3 separate regions of the Mus musculus genome follow, and regions 1 and 2 are each linked to region 3. Evidence: chromatin contacts called from public Hi-C data. All regions are on one chromosome and are shown on one strand. The core of a region is the stretch at or near the end of the contact, and the rest is flanking DNA. Distances in the headings are between cores, read along the strand shown.

Region 1 (3,510 bases), core at 270-2,769, 770 kb after region 3:
ACAGTCTCACAATTGTATAGATGTTTGTTGCTTAATTAAAAGTCCATCAAATACTACTTCAGGATTAACTTTAGACTGCAAAACAATTTGCTTTCAACTCTGATGGGATTCCAGTCCATTCTGCAGTTTATTCCCCTGGCTCAGCCCTACTCCATTGCCCATTTTAAGAACTAAATTGTTGAGACTTAAGCTTCAAATGGTAGAATATTGAACATTTTTTAAAAGGCCCTTTAAAAAGATTTTGTTTTGTACCAAAAGCATAGCTATGTTTCAAACCCATAGTACAGTAGACATTTTCTTTATTTCACCCTTTGCTACTAACTTGTGATGTCATTGTCAACACATGAGTCCACATTTCTGGGTGTCAGTTTCCTTTACTGCTAAATGATAAAAGAGGTTGGGAGGGTTGTTCTAATCTCCTTAATTTTCTTCTACCTTGGCTGTTTTCTAAATTACTTTTTACGTTAGCATATAAAGCAACGGGCATTTTATACACATAAATGTTTTAAATGTTTTCGGTCATTTGCTTCTCCCATTGACCTCCATTTCCCAGGCCACATCTTGCTGGTGTTTTTCTTTGATGGCTAATCCCCATTGCGATTTGACATACCTGGAAAGAGAGAAACTTAATTGAAGAACTGATTGCATTCATAAGTTTGGCCTGTGGGAATATTCTTGGTTGATGATTGTTTAGGAAAGGGACAGCCCAATGTGGGTGGTACCATTTCTTGTCAAATGGGCATAAACTCTATGAGAAAGCTAGCTGAGCAAGCCATAGTTAGCAAGGTAGCGAGCATCATTCCTCCTTCCCTTTGTGCTTCAGGCTCTTACCTTAGCTCCCTTTGATGATGGACTATAGCCTCTGTAAGCAAATAAATCCTTTGCTCCACAAGTTGATTTTTGATCATGATGTTCATCACAGTAAGAGCAAGTAAAGTAGGCCACCATCCTTCCTCCACCCAGAGTCTCCCCTGCTGCTTCCAAGTCATTTTTATTCCCTCCACTATTTCAGATTTCTTTTTCTCTCCTTAAGGTTTCTTTTCTATGGTCAATACACACACACACACACACACACACACACACACACACACACACACACACAGGCAGATGCACATTGTATGCACACAAAGACACACATACACACATGCTTACATGTAGATTCAGTATTTGAGAGAAACATGCCTATTTGATGATTTAACATTTCAGAATCAACTATTACTCTTTATTTTTTTTCCAGCTTGGCAAAAAATTAAAATGAAGAGCCAAGGAGAAACTATGTAATGGGGTACAAATAGGTGAAAAAAATGACTTTTTTTTTAAAAGCCAAAATGAATTCTCTTTTGAACCAGCAAAGCAGATGGCTACAAATTATGACTTGTGTACATTGCCTCTTTATATGCATCTCCTCTTGAGAGCTAAACTGGAATTATTAAAATCCCATCATTACCCTGCCTTCTCCACCTCTCAGCGCCTTTGTTTTCTCACTTGCAACTGAATTATTTGCATCACACAGGCATTGTTCTCCAGCTGAATTCGGTAGGGACTCACTAGACATTTGTTAATGCTTGATGACATTAGGTCCTGCATACACAGAATACTTTGTTTGCTATGCTTCTCTAGGTTGACAAGCTGAACCTACTAAGAACAAAGGATTTTGCTAGGAAAGAGGAAGAGCACCGTGAAAATGATTTTTACTTTTCAGAGTGGCAGTGGAATTTAGGAATATGTGAAGTAAATTTACAAGTTTTATAAGTTCCTGATGTTTTACAAATGTTTAATGGGATAATAGGTCATACTCCAGTTACTTTATTCCCTTCTAGAGTCAGACGAGTTTATTGGCTCTTCATAAGCTTGCATATGACTTTGAACAACAACAACAACAACAACCAAACAAAAAACAACAAAAAAAACAATTGTCTACCAATTGACAAAGACCAAATGGTATTCATATTTTAGGAGAAAAAAAAATTCAAGTAGCAAAACTAAAGTGGGTGACAAGAATATTGTAGGAGAATTATTTCATTTCCAAAACTAAAGGTGGGTGGATGAGGCTTCTGTCAAATCTCTATATTTACAGTGGAAAGTCTATTGTAGGCAGTCTGTTGAAAATGACAGCATTTCTATCAAGCTCCCCATCAGCTGCCGCTGGCTGGAATAGGAATTATCATCCTTCACTGGGCTGTCTTGCTTTATGATATCAATTAGCAAACAATCTGTTTTGTTGGCACAGGATAAAATTAGGATGCAAAACAGAGGGACTGTGAAGCAAAACATTTTTCAGGGAGAGAGCTGTTGTGCTGAAGCATGGGAGGAAAAGAGGCTGTCATTTTTCTGTCTGTCAGTCCTTCTTTAATTTATCTCTGATGTCAGACTATTAGATCCTAATACACATAATCACATTATTAGCTTTGATGCTGCTGAGCTATTTAGGATGTTAATATCTGACTTAAAAATATAAATCTTGCATTTCTTTTTCATGGGTTTTTGTAACTCTTGCAATTATTTTTTTTAAACCCTATTTACTCTCTTTAAAATATATTTAAAGAATCAAATTCTGCATAAAGTAGAACAGAAGTTACACTAGGGGGCACTAGTAAGCTACACTATTTGTTTTTTGTTTTTAGTGCCCCCCTCCTTTTTGGCAATCTCATTTGCATGTCTTTAGGGATGCTGTTACTGCTAAAGCTTATCTATTTGAAACTACCCATTTTTCTTCCTTCTTTCCTTTCCTTTCCTTTTTTTTTTTTTTTTTTTTTTTTTTTTTTAAAGCCCATTTGGCTCCTTTCATTGACCAGTAGAGTTCCAGACCTGTAGGTTCATTATTTTGATAAGCTTTGTCCCAGTTGGGTTGTCTGGGTGGCCTTTATGTCTTTATTGAAATCCCTGGGTCTTGTCCTGTGACATTTCTGATGTCTTTTGAAAGAACATCTCTGCAGCTGCAAGTGATTGCTGCTTAAGCCCAATTTTAAGGCCTCAAAATGCACACACATTACTCTGGGGTATTTCTTTTAAGCCACATTTAAGCCCTGGTCTCTAGAGGTGAAAGACTGAGATGCTAAATAATCTGCCACCTGGCCTGTCCGCACATGATTGGTACAGAACACAGATTCCTCTTCTGAGGAATATACAAAAATAGCTTTTCCTAAAAGGTCAAATAAAATTTATGCTTCATGCTCAAAACTTTAGCATTTCAATTTAATTTTAAAAGTCAAAAACAATATAGAAGGATCTAAAGTGAGCCTAAAGAGAGTTCACAATTTTATTAAAGAAAGTAAACCAAGTTTTAGTTTTCTCAGAATATGCCAGCTTTTTATTACCCTTTTATTTACTGAAAATCAAATGTGTTTTCAGTTTTATGAAAGCTGGAATATTTTTCTCTAATTTGTTATTATTATTATTATTATTATTATTATTATTATTATTATTATTATTAAATACTTCTTTTAGTTGGCCCTCTTTTGAAATATTTGCTGACAAAATCATTAGTCTGTTTCAAAATGAGATTTGTCT
Region 2 (3,822 bases), core at 488-2,987, 640 kb after region 3:
GCTCATGGTTTCAGAGGCCAACAGCCCAACACAGAGGTGACAGCATGGCTGCAGGAAAAACAATCTGTGTCTTCAGAGTGTGAAGGGGCTGGTCACATTGCAACAGTGACAGAAAGAGGTCTTATTCCTAAGGTTCTTACTTACATATTTCTAAGTGGCTTACTAACTTCAGATAGTCCCCACCTTCTAAAGGGTACTTTGTCTTCCAAAATAGCCCATAACATAGACAACAAGGTTCAAAACCTGATAACATCAGTATGTTATGCCATTTCCTATCTGAACCATAATACTTAATCTTATTGAGATAATGTTCTACAATTTGAATGTTATTAAATATTTAAAAGTGCAATAATTTTTGTGTATCATAGAAAATGTTTACCTATTCTGATTTTTCTCATAGTATATCCTATTTATACTATTTAGTCAAGTAAAGGGAGAATAACATGCCAGAATAATATCAGCTTTTGTTGTAAATCATTTTGTTGTAAGTTAAACCAACTGATATCTTCTTAAAGGGACTTTTGCCTGGAACATTTCAAGGCTTTCCAAATATTAAAACCATGTGTAAGTACCTTTGGGCTACTGAAGTACTAGAATGTACTGTACTTCTCAGATATTACATCCTTATCTTTGACCACAAACTGATGTACACATACTTATCTTTTATTTATTTTTGCTACATCAGCTCAGAAAATAGCACCATGGATCTATAGATATTGTAATATGATGGTATGAAAGACTGTTGGAAAATTTTATTCGTTTGAAAAATTTGTCAAATATTGTGGCTTCATAGCATCCTTCTAGAGTTCTATTGAGGAAGAACTTGTTCACTGAAGAGTCGCTGCATACCTCCACTTTCAGAAGATTCTTTGGACATTAGTGGAACTCTCAGTATAAACCAAATTTTTCACTGAGTTGTTTTCCTAATGTTTAGCCTACATTCTCAGCACTGATTAATCAACACACATTTGACTAAAGCTTTTATGTTGTTTTCAGCTTTATGTTTTGCTTTCAGTCTGTACAAGATGAATGGTTTAGTTACTTAAGGGCACATACATATTCTATCCTTACATTTCTTCATCCACTTAGAACATGACAACATAAAAATTTGGAAGCATGTGCCTTTGTATACACACATCTCTGCCAACCAACTGATATCTTCTTAAAGGGACTTTTGCCCGGAACATTTCAAGGCTTTCCAAATATTAAAACCATGTGTAAGTGCCTTTGGACTACTGAAAATAAAATTGCCTTATGTCATCCTAAGGAATAGTTGCCAAGAAGTTTTTTTTAATATATTTCAAGTCTACTGCTTTGTAATCAAAGCAGGGTTCTACCTTGTAAAGATTATAGAACTAACTGCCTTTGTTTCATAAAATCCTGCAACAGTCTTGGGGCATGAAACAGATTTGCTTCAGCAGAGTTCAAGAGCTGGCCAGGAAACATAAATTGCCAAGAGGTTGTAAAAGGGATATTGGAGCTGGGCCAGCTTTTACCCTCTGAATTAAAGGAGGAATTTAAAAATCTGGGCACTACTTTAGTTTTTAACCAATAGCTAACATAGGGATTTCAGATAGGGAGAAATATATTTTGATTAATTTTGCCCTTTTCAGAGGAACTTGGCAGCTTTGTCCTTCAGCAGCTGGAGTTTATGTAAGGCCTTATGGAGCAAGTCAGCCAACAGGGAGTTACAATAATCTAATCTTCATGGCCTGGATACAGCCTTGCGTGAGCAGCTTGCATAAGTAAAGCACTTTTCAGTTTCCCACTAGGGGGCTGAGAACACAAAGGTATTGCTGGGGCTTCCCCTGTGTGACCAGAATTCTGAAAGTTAGGATCCTCATCTCCACCTATGTGCCTGGATTCTCAAATATTATGTGTAAGGAGGAAAACAGCTGCTAAGATGAATAATAGCTCTCTACCTAATTATACAATACACAGCCATGACCTGCTAAATTTAGGAGAACTAAGGTTAGTAATTTTCCAATAAATTAGATTTATCATGATTGGCCCTATTCATAATTAAATGTAGATAACCAAGCTCATAGTGAGTGAAACATTCCGGATTTTTGTCTGGTTTTATTTTTTTGTGCATCAGCCTCACTTAGAAGCTTTTCTTGGCTAAGGACAATGTACATATTTGTTATATTTCATACTGACTTCCTCAGAAAATGTGTAGAAATATAAGTTCTTTCTCAGATGTATCCTTAAGGCTGTAACAGACATAAACAAAGAAATAAAACCCAAATCAAAAAAAAAAAAAAAAAAAACAAAAGAATTAAAAAGTAAAGTGAATAAATTCAATTTGAATTCAAGAGAATACCTTGTTTTCTATTTCCATTTTTACTTGGGTCTTCAGTTTTGTTTTGTTCTGTTTTTCAGTTATCTTTGATTCTTTAAAATGCACTTGTAGTTTGAATATGCCCACAGGAAGTGGAACTGTTGGGAGGTGTGGCCTTGTTGGAGGGAGTGTGTCGCTGTGGTGGTGGGCTTGGAGAAACTCCTCCTAGTTGCTTGCAAGACATTCTTTTCCTTTTTTTCCTATGAAATAAGAAGTAGAACTCTCTGCTCCTCCAGCACCATGGCTATTCTGTCATGCTTCTACCCATGATAATAATGGATTGAGCCTCAGCACCTATAAGCCAGCCCCAATTAAAGGTTGTCCTTTATAAGAATTGCCTTGTTCATGGTGTCTCTTCATGGTAATGGAAACCCTAACTAAGACGGCAATTAATTAACAAATGATTGCTCTTATATATATTTTTGTGCTGTAAAAAGAAAAACTTTAGAGCAAGTTATAGTGTGACTATAGGAAACCAGAGAATATCTTGATTTGCTCTTCTGCCAGAACATCTCCAACCACAATTCTCTAGGAAAGACACAAACTCGGAGCAACTCAATTTATTAAGAATGGGGTTGTGCCTCTAAACTACCATGCAGAATTTGGCAGTGGGATAGACAGAAAGGAAGGTTGATTTTGTTAAGGGAAATTGCTTTCTCCTCTTCATTCTCTGGCTGCCTGTAAGCACAAACTCAATAGTGAACTGAAGAGCAACTACCAACCAAAATACAGCCCCTGTGTAAGAAAAGTATATACTAGCAGACACAGAAGCTTGGTAGTGTCTTTAGCAATTTTACCCCTTTCCAACGTTATTTTGAACACCTGTTTCCCTCCAGGTAACACACAACCCCCTTCAACTCTGCTGCCCTCAACCACACACCAGGCTATCTAGTCAAGTATTTTCATGGTATTGTCCTCTAATTTGCAATGTCTACCCCAGATTTATCCTGTTCATGTGATATTCACATGCCAAATCCTGCAATGATAAATGCCTCCTATCTTTGCTTTCAGCCTTCACATTGAATAACAATAATTCCAATAACTTTGCCAATCAATTCCCACTTCTTTAAACATTCCTAAACTGATGTTGTGACTTTCTTATTTGAAACAACTTTATGATTTACTCTTCTCTTAAGAAAAGCGTCCAGAGTCTGTAAAAGTATCCATAGGCTCATTTGATCTGACCTCCTCCACCTTTACCTCCTTCTCATTATTTCCCACGTCCCCACACTGCTCTAGGCAAACTAATACTTTCTTCAGTTCCCCTCTCATGACCTGTCTACTTTTTTCCTAGCTTTTTAAAAAGCATTTTCCTAGTTAGTATTTTCCATCAGTCTATTCCCCACTAAGATAGCTTCTGTATTCTGTGTGCTCAGCTCTCAGGCATTCCAAAAGTCCATCTTTCTGGTTCAGGTTGGGAAGCCATCCTGTGGCACCCATTGTTTACTGTATGTGAGTGTTTAATAGACTTCTTTGCAATT
Region 3 (3,809 bases), core at 501-3,000:
TTGTTTTCCACTGTATTCAAAATGTCAATGGGAAAGCCTTAAGTGTGTGCCCAGAACCCCTACCTGTGGGGCCTTCAGGATGGCAGGCTGGTCTGTGGATGGGGAGCGTGATCAATAGCATTTTATTCTCTACACTGTGATTGGCTGATGGTCTGGCTGCCTTGGGCTGCTGAGCCTGCAAAAGACATGAAGAGATCTAACCAGCCTCTAAATTTTGAAACATGGAGGAGGTCAGGGAAGCTGGGGTTATTATCATCTCTCAGCTATCACATAAAGCATTAAACTTCCCCAGTCTCATTCTTGCGACAGAGATTTTGACAAGAACATAAAATAAGATCCTCACAAATTCATGCTGGTGACAATGATTATAACAGGAGCGGGGAATAGTATAAATGTCAACATTTCTCGAATCAATTTGAAGATTGTGATCTTGCAGACCTCTGCAGACACTGTAAATGATCAGAGTAGAATTTCCCCACTTGCGATTGCATTACTGGGAGAAGTGAAGGGATCTCGACGGAATGCCTGACATGAGGGAATGTCAAACTCATGGACAGAGTCTCAGTGCCTCAGACTCTCCAGGCTTGTTTCTGGACTCCGCTGTGGGGACAGAAAACAATGCTGTTTTGTTTTGTTTTTTGTTTTTTAAACTCTCTCCTATAATAACAACCACTCAAATCAATCTCATGATTCCTTTTGGTTGAAAAATATCCCATTCAATTCTTATGTAGCAGCGACATGAATTATTAAATAGGGATATTTGGTCTCCCTCTACAGATGGCTTTTCTTGAGCCATGTTGACTGTATAATATATATATTTTTCTTGTAAAGTAGCCACGCTTTTCTTTGGTAATGGTAACGAAGTCAGTTCTCTTTCACCTGTAAGAGAATCATCAGCTTCCTATGAATGTTTCGGATGGAAATTGCATCAGATGGAAATTTAAATATTAATCAGGCACAAAAAAAAGCCGAAAACAAACAATATCCTAAATAGTGACTTCTTATTTCAGTTTTCTTAGGAGAAAGCATTTGTAAAGCAGTTTCTTTCGGAGCCTGAGTGAAAGCAACCACTAGGTGTCGCTGTAAGACAATGTCCTATACACAGAACTGCAGAGGACTTTATGGTCTTGAGATTTCATCGGTCATTATAATTTTCTTAAAAACGCTAAGATTAAATCTGAGGCTTAGAAAATTAGCCTTAAATAGTATCATGATCATCTATTAAAATACGAATTTCTCTGACACACGAGCCCCTCCCCATCATCTCTGAGATGCCTTGTAAATGAAAGTCAAATATAAAACCGTACACCACACCAATGCTAGCGATTATCTAATCCCAAATAGCCAGGATGAACTTGACTACCATACTGCCTTGTTCTTTATGCTTAATTACGCCCCAACAGGTGATTTGCTTGTTAATTACTGTTGTTCCTAAACCGAGGTATTTTAGCATCAGAGGAGAGGAATATTTCTTGTCGCTGAGGAATTTATAATAATAATAAAAACAATCTTACAGGACAGATTCCTTTACTGGAGTTTTGAATCTGGGTAGTGTGTCACCCATTTTCACTTCTTTCCTAACATTCCAGCAACCCATCTGGTACTCTGTGACACTTGGCATCCATACAAAATGACTTTTCTTGGTTCATTGATGTTTCTCCATAGTTGAAAATGACTATGGGCTGTCGCCTGGCAAATTTAGACTGATATTTTCCAAATCCGGATGAGGCTATTAGAAATGTTGCTCTATGTGGGTGGGATGGACTGCAGCAGCTCTGGGGAAGACTGTGAATAAGGTCAGAGTCCGCAGAGGAGCCTCTGTGGTTCTGCATCACGCAGGGCTCTCCGGTTTGTGAAGGACGAAGGGACAGGAGATATTTTACTAAACAGAGGATGGGTATGACACTAAACATGATCAGTAGCTCTGTCTTTTGGGCCAAATAATTCAATCTCATATCTTTTAATTAATTATGAAGGAATAGAAAATTAAATTAGAATGGGACATGATGTCATTGCTTTGCATTGCATTGCATTCCAGGAAAAGCAGTCCTAAAGAAGAGGCAATGAAGGTCCTCTCTACCCTTGCACATTTTCCCTTGCGCATCTTTAGCTAAGATGAACTATTGAGTTAGGACATCAAGGTCCTAATCTTGCTTGGCTGAGTGGAGACTTATTGATTTAATATTTTTTTTTATAGCATTGACAATTGTGGTACAGCATGTCTTAACACAGTTTTTCTAGAGAATTATAAAATGGGTGTTACAACATGAAGACTAGATTTTTCAATCATGCCACGTTTGAGGTACCTGCAGTTTGTGTATATCAACCCCATTAATATGGTTGGGACTAAAGTATAATAAAGAAATGCAGTTCTATGGTCATCTTGGGAACGGCTTATTCTGAAGCCTCTGTGCAGACAGGAAGCTCACCACAGCCATGTAGTTTGTAAGGAAACAGCTTGTAGGATAAAAGATCTTGATCCAAAATTCTAAGTGCCATTTCCCAGCAAGTTAACTCCTTTAATGCTTCAGGGTCTCAGTGCCTAAACCCAGGAACTGACAGTAGCAGCCTCCAGATGCTGTTACAAGAGTTACAAAAATAAATAAATAAATAAATAAATAAATAAATAAATAAACAAACAAACTAAAAAAACAAACATCAGTTCTGAGCTTGTCCACCTGATAGAAAGTGCCCAGTAAATACCATCTGGGCTCTGCTTTCTGTGGCTCTCTGTATTTGGTCTTCAGTGCTCCTGAGATGTTATTGTGGCCAGTAACTGAAATTTGTCTCTTTGAAGGCACAAAACACTTCTTTTGCTTTACTCCCAAATATGAAAACCGTTAAAAATATAGTCATATGTCTCAGGTTTGCAGTCAGCCACAGCTAGCACCTCCAGATACCCAAGGTCAGCAGAATGGAAACACGTTATACTATTTTGCTTTGGTAAGATTCTTGTTCGGGCATGACTGACCACAGTGAATCTTTGCTCTTCCACCAGGGTGCATCATGCTGATGTACTTTGGGGATTCTTATATTTCTCTTGCAATATCTTAAAACTAATTGTGTTCCTATTTGAAGGTCAGAGATTAAGAGGAGAAACAGGACAGTGTGTATAATCCTGGGAGAACCACTCTTCTGTTTGGGAGGCAGGGTCTGAGGTGTGGTGTGAAGGAGCTGGGTCTAAAGTTCCATGCTGGCTTCTGGTGTTTTCAGGAAGGTCTTAGCACAGACAGAAGTAGGGCTTTATGCTGAGAGAGAGAGGGGGGGGAAGAGGGAGAGAGGGAGAGGGAGAGGGAGAGGGAGAGGGAGAGGGAGAGGGAGAGGGAGAGGGAGGAGAGGGACAGGGAGAGGGGGAGGGGGAGAGGGAGGGAGAGAGAGAGAGAGAGAGAGAGAGAGAGAGAGAGAGAGAGAGAGAGAGAGAGAGCGCCTAGGTTCTGAAGGGCTCCGCCCACAGTGTAGAATGCAGATGGCTGGTGCTCACAGACTTTCAAGCCAGCATACTTTAGCTTCTTTAGAGCTGTAGACAGGCTTGATGCCCATTCAGGTTACAACCATCCTGACAAAATGGAGCTATCCAGAGCAGCTTCCTCTTTCAGCATAGTTACCTGTATCTTATCAGCTTTCTGGGAGGCTAGAAACATATTTTCGTGGGAATTTTCTTTAAAAAAAAAAAAAAACAAAGGAAAAAAGGCAAATCAAGGAAGCATGATGGGTAATGGCCACCTCAAAAGCCCCCAGACAGCAAGAGTTTGACACACACATTCTCACACATAGTCACAGCAGGTTTTGCTCTTGTTTTGGATGTTGCT

Evidence for each region. A called contact is a pair of places that touch in the nucleus more often than the background predicts.
Region 1: a Hi-C map of cerebellum shows a contact between it and region 3, with 3 times the contacts expected there. The contact joins two enhancer-like sites. A contact is called at or near these places in 3 of 39 promoter capture datasets (cranial neural crest, maxillary cranial neural crest and neural stem cells), 6 of 484 Hi-C or Micro-C datasets (cerebellar granule neurons, cerebellum, cerebral cortex and 1 more), 1 of 115 datasets of contacts at active chromatin or transcription factors (astrocytes) and 1 of 9 other capture datasets (embryonic stem cells).
Region 2: a contact with region 3 is called in a Hi-C map of cerebellum, with 1.9 times the contacts expected there. The contact joins two enhancer-like sites. A contact is called at or near these places in 2 of 484 Hi-C or Micro-C datasets (cerebellar granule neurons and cerebellum) and 1 of 9 other capture datasets (embryonic stem cells).

The regions. Positions count from the first base shown.
Region 1 is chr10:46,824,677-46,828,186 of GRCm38.p6, forward strand. No RefSeq gene overlaps it. Among named protein-coding and RNA genes, the nearest start is that of Gm25650, 12 kb to the right of the region's middle. Within about 2 kb of position 1,520, at least 25 of the 459 cell types and tissues checked have an H3K27ac peak or open chromatin away from gene starts, as enhancers often do. A contact at or near this core is called in cerebellum, where this site is marked.
Region 2 is chr10:46,696,419-46,700,240 of GRCm38.p6, forward strand. No RefSeq gene overlaps it. Among named protein-coding and RNA genes, the nearest start is that of Gm23481, 40 kb to the left of the region's middle. Within about 2 kb of position 1,738, at least 23 of the 459 cell types and tissues checked have an H3K27ac peak or open chromatin away from gene starts, as enhancers often do. A contact at or near this core is called in cerebellum, where this site is marked.
Region 3 is chr10:46,056,486-46,060,294 of GRCm38.p6, forward strand. No RefSeq gene overlaps it. Among named protein-coding and RNA genes, the nearest start is that of Gm35430, 170 kb to the right of the region's middle. Within about 2 kb of position 1,751, at least 8 of the 459 cell types and tissues checked have an H3K27ac peak or open chromatin away from gene starts, as enhancers often do. A contact at or near this core is called in cerebellum, where this site is marked.